Linked DNA regions of Hordeum vulgare: region 1 is linked to region 2. The links are chromatin contacts, called in public Hi-C maps. All regions are on one chromosome and are shown on one strand. Each heading gives the region's core, a stretch centred on a gene start, on an enhancer-like site or on the middle of the called end of the contact. The rest is flanking DNA. Distances are from core to core; before and after follow the strand shown. Region 1 holds the start of LOC123443830 (serine/threonine protein phosphatase 2A 55 kDa regulatory subunit B beta isoform-like). Region 2 holds the start of LOC123443829.

Region 1 (3,226 bases), core at 296-2,795, 140 kb before region 2:
ACAATCCAATTGCGTGACTTAACACCGCGGTGCTCACCATTTATACTTATGTGGTGAATACGGAGCCATGCCATGTTAATATGATAAAATGAGTGGGGAGTAATATTCTTTAGGGGTCGTATATTTTGAAAGTTAATAGTTGTGTTATTTATGTTTATGGATATTACTATATTGATGTTTATTAGTTCATCTTTTCTCAATGATCATACCAAAAAAAGATTACATGTTAAGCAGCGTGTCACGTCAATTTTTGTTTTTATCATTTATTTACTCGAGGACGAGCAGGAATTAAGCTTAGGATATTGATACGTCTGCAACGTATTTATAAATTTTAATTGTTCCATGCTATTATATTATCATTCTTGATACTTTATGCATTTATACGTTGTTTTATACCATTTTTGAGAACTAACCTATTTTCTTTTTGAAAAAAACTTGGAAACTAACCTATTAACTCGGTGTCTAATGTGAGTTGATGTTTTATGTGTGTTTTTGACTTTTCACGAAATCAATGCTAAACAAAGTCCAAATGCAACAAAACTTTTTGACGATTTTCTATGAACAAAAATAAGACCTCGAAGCTTTGGAGGAAGAAGAGACACTACACGGGGTGGTGCCAAGCCAACATGACGCGTCCTGATTACTTGGGACCACCTCCTGACGCCTCCCGACCTAACTCCGCCTCTATTAATATTCTAAAATCGGGAAAACAAGAGAGAGCCACCCGAAACACTTTTTCCATCACCGCAAATCTCTATTCCATCATGATCCCATATGGAGTCCCATTCCGGTGTCCTGTCGAAGGAAGAACGATCATGAAGGACCTCTACATCAACCTTTCTGCTCCTATGATGATGTGTGAATAGTCTAGCATCGACCTATGGGTCCATAGCTAATACCTAGATGACTATCTCTCTCTATGAACTTTAATGCAAAGTTCACCATGATTCCCACGATAATTTGAGATCGACATTGTTTGAAGGCTACATCACCACCTTGTATCATTCAGTCGTGTATTTGGTTTGATGTTTGTTTTACCTATAAAGTGAGACCGAAATCTATTTCAAGGGGTAGTTTGGCTTTTACTTAGGCATATCAGTTCTCTTTGTACTCACTCTGTCACAGTTTAGAAGACATACTTGAAAATTCTCTGAAACCCAGATGGTTATCGATTGGGTGTAAGATGGATTAAAAAATAACATTTACACTATGCATGCAATGCGTCTTAAACCTTGTCTATTATGAAAATGCACGTAAACTTAACCGTATCTTTTAAACTGTGACGAAGGAAGTATTTAGATTTTTATTTGAAGAAAAAGAGGGGGGAGAGAGAGAGAGGACGCATGCCCGATTGCTCCGTCATCCATGTTTTCGTCGTCGCAGCGAGGGCAGGGCTCCCGGCAATGGCAACCCATGACGCCAAGAATGACTGCATCATAAATCGGGAAAACAATTTCTTTTGGTTTCCTCCTTCCCTCTCCGGTTGTCGTATGCGCCCCCGCCCCCACCACCCTCCCCTCTCCCAATCTCCCTTTCTTATTGGCCATTTCGCCCCATGAAACCCCAAACCCTCGCCGGCCTCGCCACACCCGCCGCGTAGCACCGCACCATCGCGCCACCCCCCCCTCGCCGTCGCCGGGGAACCCCGCCACCAATCCCGCCCCGCCTCCTCCCGTCCACGCCCGCGCCCACTTGTCCGATCCAGCCCTACACGATGAACGGGGCAGCGGCGCCCGAGCCCACGGAGGCCCTGGCCCCGTCCCCCCAGGCGCCGCTCGACTGGAGGTTCTCGCAGGTCTTTGGCGAGCGTGGGGCCGGCGAGGACGTCCAGGATGGTACCGATCGACCCCTCTTTGCTCTCTATCGTCCCTCCCTTTGGTTTCTTCGTCGCTGGTACCAGCTGGATCTTAGTGTTTCTCTGCTCCCGAGCTGGGTATGAGGCTAGGAGCCGTGAATGGCTGCTTATCATGCGATGGTTGGGTGATTCCTGCGCGGATCGACCCACGAACTCGCCCGCTGTAGAGGTGGCTCCGGATGTCTTGTTCCAAAGCTCGATGCTTTGGTACTGGGGACGTGGGATTTGTTGCTTCGTCCCCTCCAGATCAGTGATGATTCCTGTTGTTGATGCTGTGTAGGTAGTTTTCACTGGTACGTAGTAAATGTGTAGGCACCGTGCCATTGGGTCGAGCAGTCAAGGTGGTGGAGCAGTCAAGGTCTTTCCATTAAAGGGTAGAGTGTGTCATATAAGAGTCAAGCTGAATACCATATGTTGGATTGTGTATATGTAATAAGTTATCACGGTTGTGTGTTTAGGTTGGCAACTGACTTTGGCCAGACAAATGCATGTTGTCGTGCAGCGAGCGACCAACAATCATGATTGTCTGTTCTTGTACTTATTATGTAAGCTTAGTGCTATGAAATAAGATAATATACAATACAATAGAGCTTGGGTTTGAGCGTACGCCTTATTGTTTTTTTGAAACGGTAGGCGGACAATAAAAAAAATCCCAACACAGAATTCATGATTTTCAGACAAAGATGGACGCCCACTGGAACGTGTATGAATGGATTTTATTTCTGTTCATTTACATTTTCATACTTGATTATTGTTCATCTATCCCAATCTAGCTCGGTGCAGTGTCACTTGGCATATACACCTAAAAGGTCAAACCCTTTTTAGGGAAAAGAAAGTTAAGCTCTTGATTGAACATGAAAATGTTGCCTGCGTTGCTTTGTTCTCTAATCTTAATTGCTAATTTCAATATCTGCTTCTGACAGTCATATTTGTAAGCCACATGGATTTTTAAATGCTTGGTCATTTCCATTATGTTGGTCTGTAGCACTAGCACCTAGTTCAACACAATCACTTAGTTTTGGTTAATGTTGATCCTCAGTTTTTTATTGTTTTGCCCGGCTGAATTAAACTTGTTGTGAGTCAATCTACTGCTTAACCCTGTGGGGCCAACTTATACAAAAGCTTCCACACTTGATGGACTTTGGTGTGTATATAAGCATGGTAGCAATGTTTTAAAAAACCTGTGATGCCAATTGACCTCACAGCTCATGTAGCACTGACACTCTACTGCTTTAAAGTTACTGAAGGCTTTGAACACACTTGACGAAAACAGTGCTATTCTTGGTATATTTTCCTCCTGTTGCATCTTGCTTCGCAGGCTTTTAACCTTGTTTTCTATGTGCTTGTTAGTGATGACATTAATAAGTAGGT
Region 2 (3,028 bases), core at 166-2,665:
CTTAGATGGGTTAGATTTTTTGGATGGGTTAGATGCATCTAACCAACTCTAACCCATATGTTTGGATTTTTAAGGGTTGGATGAGTTCAATCTAACCAACTCTATTTTTTTGAGGAAAACAAGATCTTTATTCATTAGATATAATCAAAACATCGTTTAAAAGAATCGATACAACTTCATCTGGTGGTTCATCAAACCAGTCAGAAGCCCTAGAAAATTTAGCTAATCTAGCAAATTCATGAGCTACTTTATTAGCCTCTCTATTACAATGTTCGAATCTACTAGCAACAAAATCACAAGAAAAATGGAAACAATCATCAAAAATTGTCGCCGCCGCTCCCGCAGATCGTCCTCCTTCCTTCATTGACTCAATAACCTCCATATTGTCCGAGTTGATAATAAGACGATTACATCCTACCTTTTGCGCTAGAGTTAGACCAAATCTGAGAGCCATTGCTTCAGCCATCAATACATCCGAGCAGTGGTCAATCTTGCTATTACCCCCTGCAATGAAATTTCCTTTACCATCATGAAGAACCGCCCCATCGTACCCCGTAACAGATCATGATCAAAAGAAGCATCGACGTTAAGTTTTACAAAACCCCTAGGTGGATGGGACCATCCCTCTTTTCTAATGGATGCCTTTGGGGATGATGCATTGACAAAATTTGTTGTTAGAGCCAATATACCCATAGATATCATACGCACATCCTGAGTATTCTCGTTATGCACCAGCTTTCGCCTTTTCCACCATAAATACCATGCAGAAATTGCTATCATTTCACGAACGTTATGGCGTCCCATAATCCTCAATTCTTGGTCAGGTAAAAGCAGTAAATATTGCAATACCGCCTCACCAGCCCTATCAATCTCACAAGCTTTCTCAATAATATCATCCATTCCTAATCTCTTCCAGACTTCCTGTGATTTAGAGCACTGAAATAGCAAATGCTTAGTATCTTCAAGACACTCAAAACACTGAGAACAGATTGGTGAAACTTTCATATGCCTATCTGCAAGCGTAGCACGACAAGGAAGAGTGCCATGTAGTGTATGCCAGATGAAAATCTTAAACTTTTGCCGGGCAAGATAATTTCCAGATCTTTTTTCAAGTAGGATTTACTGTTGAACGATCCATCCCACTGGCATGTCTTCACTTACCTTCATGTTTATGGTTTCATTCTAACAAATATGCAGATTTAACCAACTCTAACCTAGGATCCAAACGAAGCGATGGACTGACTAATTCGCTCGTGTCCGCAGACGAAAGCGGTGTCCGGTTTGCCGGGAGATGCCCTAAACAACTTCCGTGCTCAAAACTAGTGAACTGACAATAATACCCTCAACTTCTCGTGCCAAAACCCAGGGAGTTGACAATAATACCCTTCCCCTCCCAATCTTGAGCACCCACACCCCTACCATCCCGTCGCCGTCCTCCTCTCCCTCCCCCCCTCCCCCTCTCTCGATCTCCTCCCACCTCACCTCCTCCTCGCCTCTTGCCGACGTTTCGTCAAGGTACTTTCCCATCCAAAACCTTAGCTTCTCCTATCAGATCAACCACTCTCTTCAGTCTAATCCGGCAATAGATCCGCGCAACCAGATCTGATACCTTCGGTTTGATCCGTTTTCGCGTCCGCATCGTAGGTTCCGGCGGCGATGGCGGCGAGGCTCGCGCAGCTGCGGACCAAGGCGGCGCAGGCGGCGGAATTCGCCTCGAAGCACGGCGGCGCCTACTACAAGGAGGCGATGGAGAAGAACAAGCAGTACGTCGTGCAGCCCCCCTCCGTGGAGAAGTGCCAGGAGCTCTCCAAGCAGCTCTTCTACACGCGCCTCGCGAGGTAAAGCCCCTAAACGATTATATTTGTCCAACCGTCTGTACATGTGGTGTGGTTCCAATCGGGGCTGTTGCGCAGCATCATTGGATCTGCTCGTGCTCGTAGCAACGGTGGTGGTCAGGGTGTGGTTGAGGTTTCCCCCGTAATTGCCTACCATCTCTGTTGCTGCCCGTATATCTTCAGTTAGCCTAGCTGAACAGGAGCATAGTGGATACTAACTTTTTACAGAAATTAGATATAATTGTTCAATATATAGCAGGGGCCACGTGTGATTGGGTGATTGAGCGAGCGTAGTTCTTCACTTGCTGCACCATTTATGAATTATGACTTACTCTATATCATACGGGAATTTTGGAGATCTCTTGTATGTGCCATCCACAATGTAGCTGAAATCTGAGTGGTTGGGGGGAAGACCATTGCTACATCAGCAATTTCCGGTTAGCCGGGTTTTTTTTTTTCTACTGTGATCCGGGGCTTATGCTTTGCTAGGCAGGTACTATGCTAATTGTTTACATGATGCTTACTCTAGGTAGCTACCAGGACAGAGCAATTCAGCTAGGTGTACGTGGTGGGACAGTGTCACCTTACTCCTAACTAGATGACCCTCTTGTAGAACACTATTTAAGATTGCTAAACTTTGTATGTGGATGGAGATGCATCTTTGTTACCTGAAACGATAACTGTCACTTCAATCTAGCAAGATCTGCAATGTTCAATAATTTGGTTTTAATGGATAAATCACAATTCTGCAAGTCAGGCAAGGTACCTACTTGTGTGAGGGAAATATGTATGTCCTGGAGTTGGCACAAGTTTGAGATTTCATAATAATGGAAACAATATATGCCAAGCTTATGCCTGATCACCTGTGCAGTTTTGTTTTGTTGCTATGTTTGTATATTTTTCTTTGACCCATGTTGCATGGAGACATCACAGAGGTAGCATAAAGGACGATTGTTTAGGTGAAATCATAGTCTCTTGTGAAGTCGATATATCATAAATAAAAGTCAATCTACTATGTAGGATATTCGAGAACTGAGTCTTAACACATATAGCTCTCAGTGAAACATTTGCCATTTTTCTGCTTGTTTGCAAGAAATTGATTCAACTGTTGCCTGCAAACATTCCAGTAAAATATCATGCTGATCTGAGTTATTGGCAGGAAGAGTGTAGGATATTTCTACTTGTATAGGCAG

The links. A called contact is a pair of places that touch in the nucleus more often than the background predicts.
Region 1: a Hi-C map of seedling shows a contact between it and region 2, with 3 times the contacts expected there. The contact joins the promoter of LOC123443830 here to the promoter of LOC123443829 in region 2. A contact is called at or near these places in 3 of 6 Hi-C or Micro-C datasets (leaf and seedling) and 1 of 1 datasets of contacts at active chromatin or transcription factors (embryo).

What each region holds. Positions count from the first base shown.
Region 1 is chr3H:349,078,212-349,081,437 of MorexV3_pseudomolecules_assembly, reverse strand. LOC123443830 (serine/threonine protein phosphatase 2A 55 kDa regulatory subunit B beta isoform-like) reads left to right here and starts at 1,545. Exons shown (of 14, transcript XM_045120358.1): 1 at 1,545-1,835. The coding sequence starts at 1,715.
Region 2 is chr3H:348,939,913-348,942,940 of MorexV3_pseudomolecules_assembly, reverse strand. It overlaps LOC123443829, which reads left to right and starts at 1,415. Exons shown (of 3, transcript XM_045120356.1): 1 at 1,415-1,515; 2 at 1,645-1,838. The coding sequence starts at 1,657.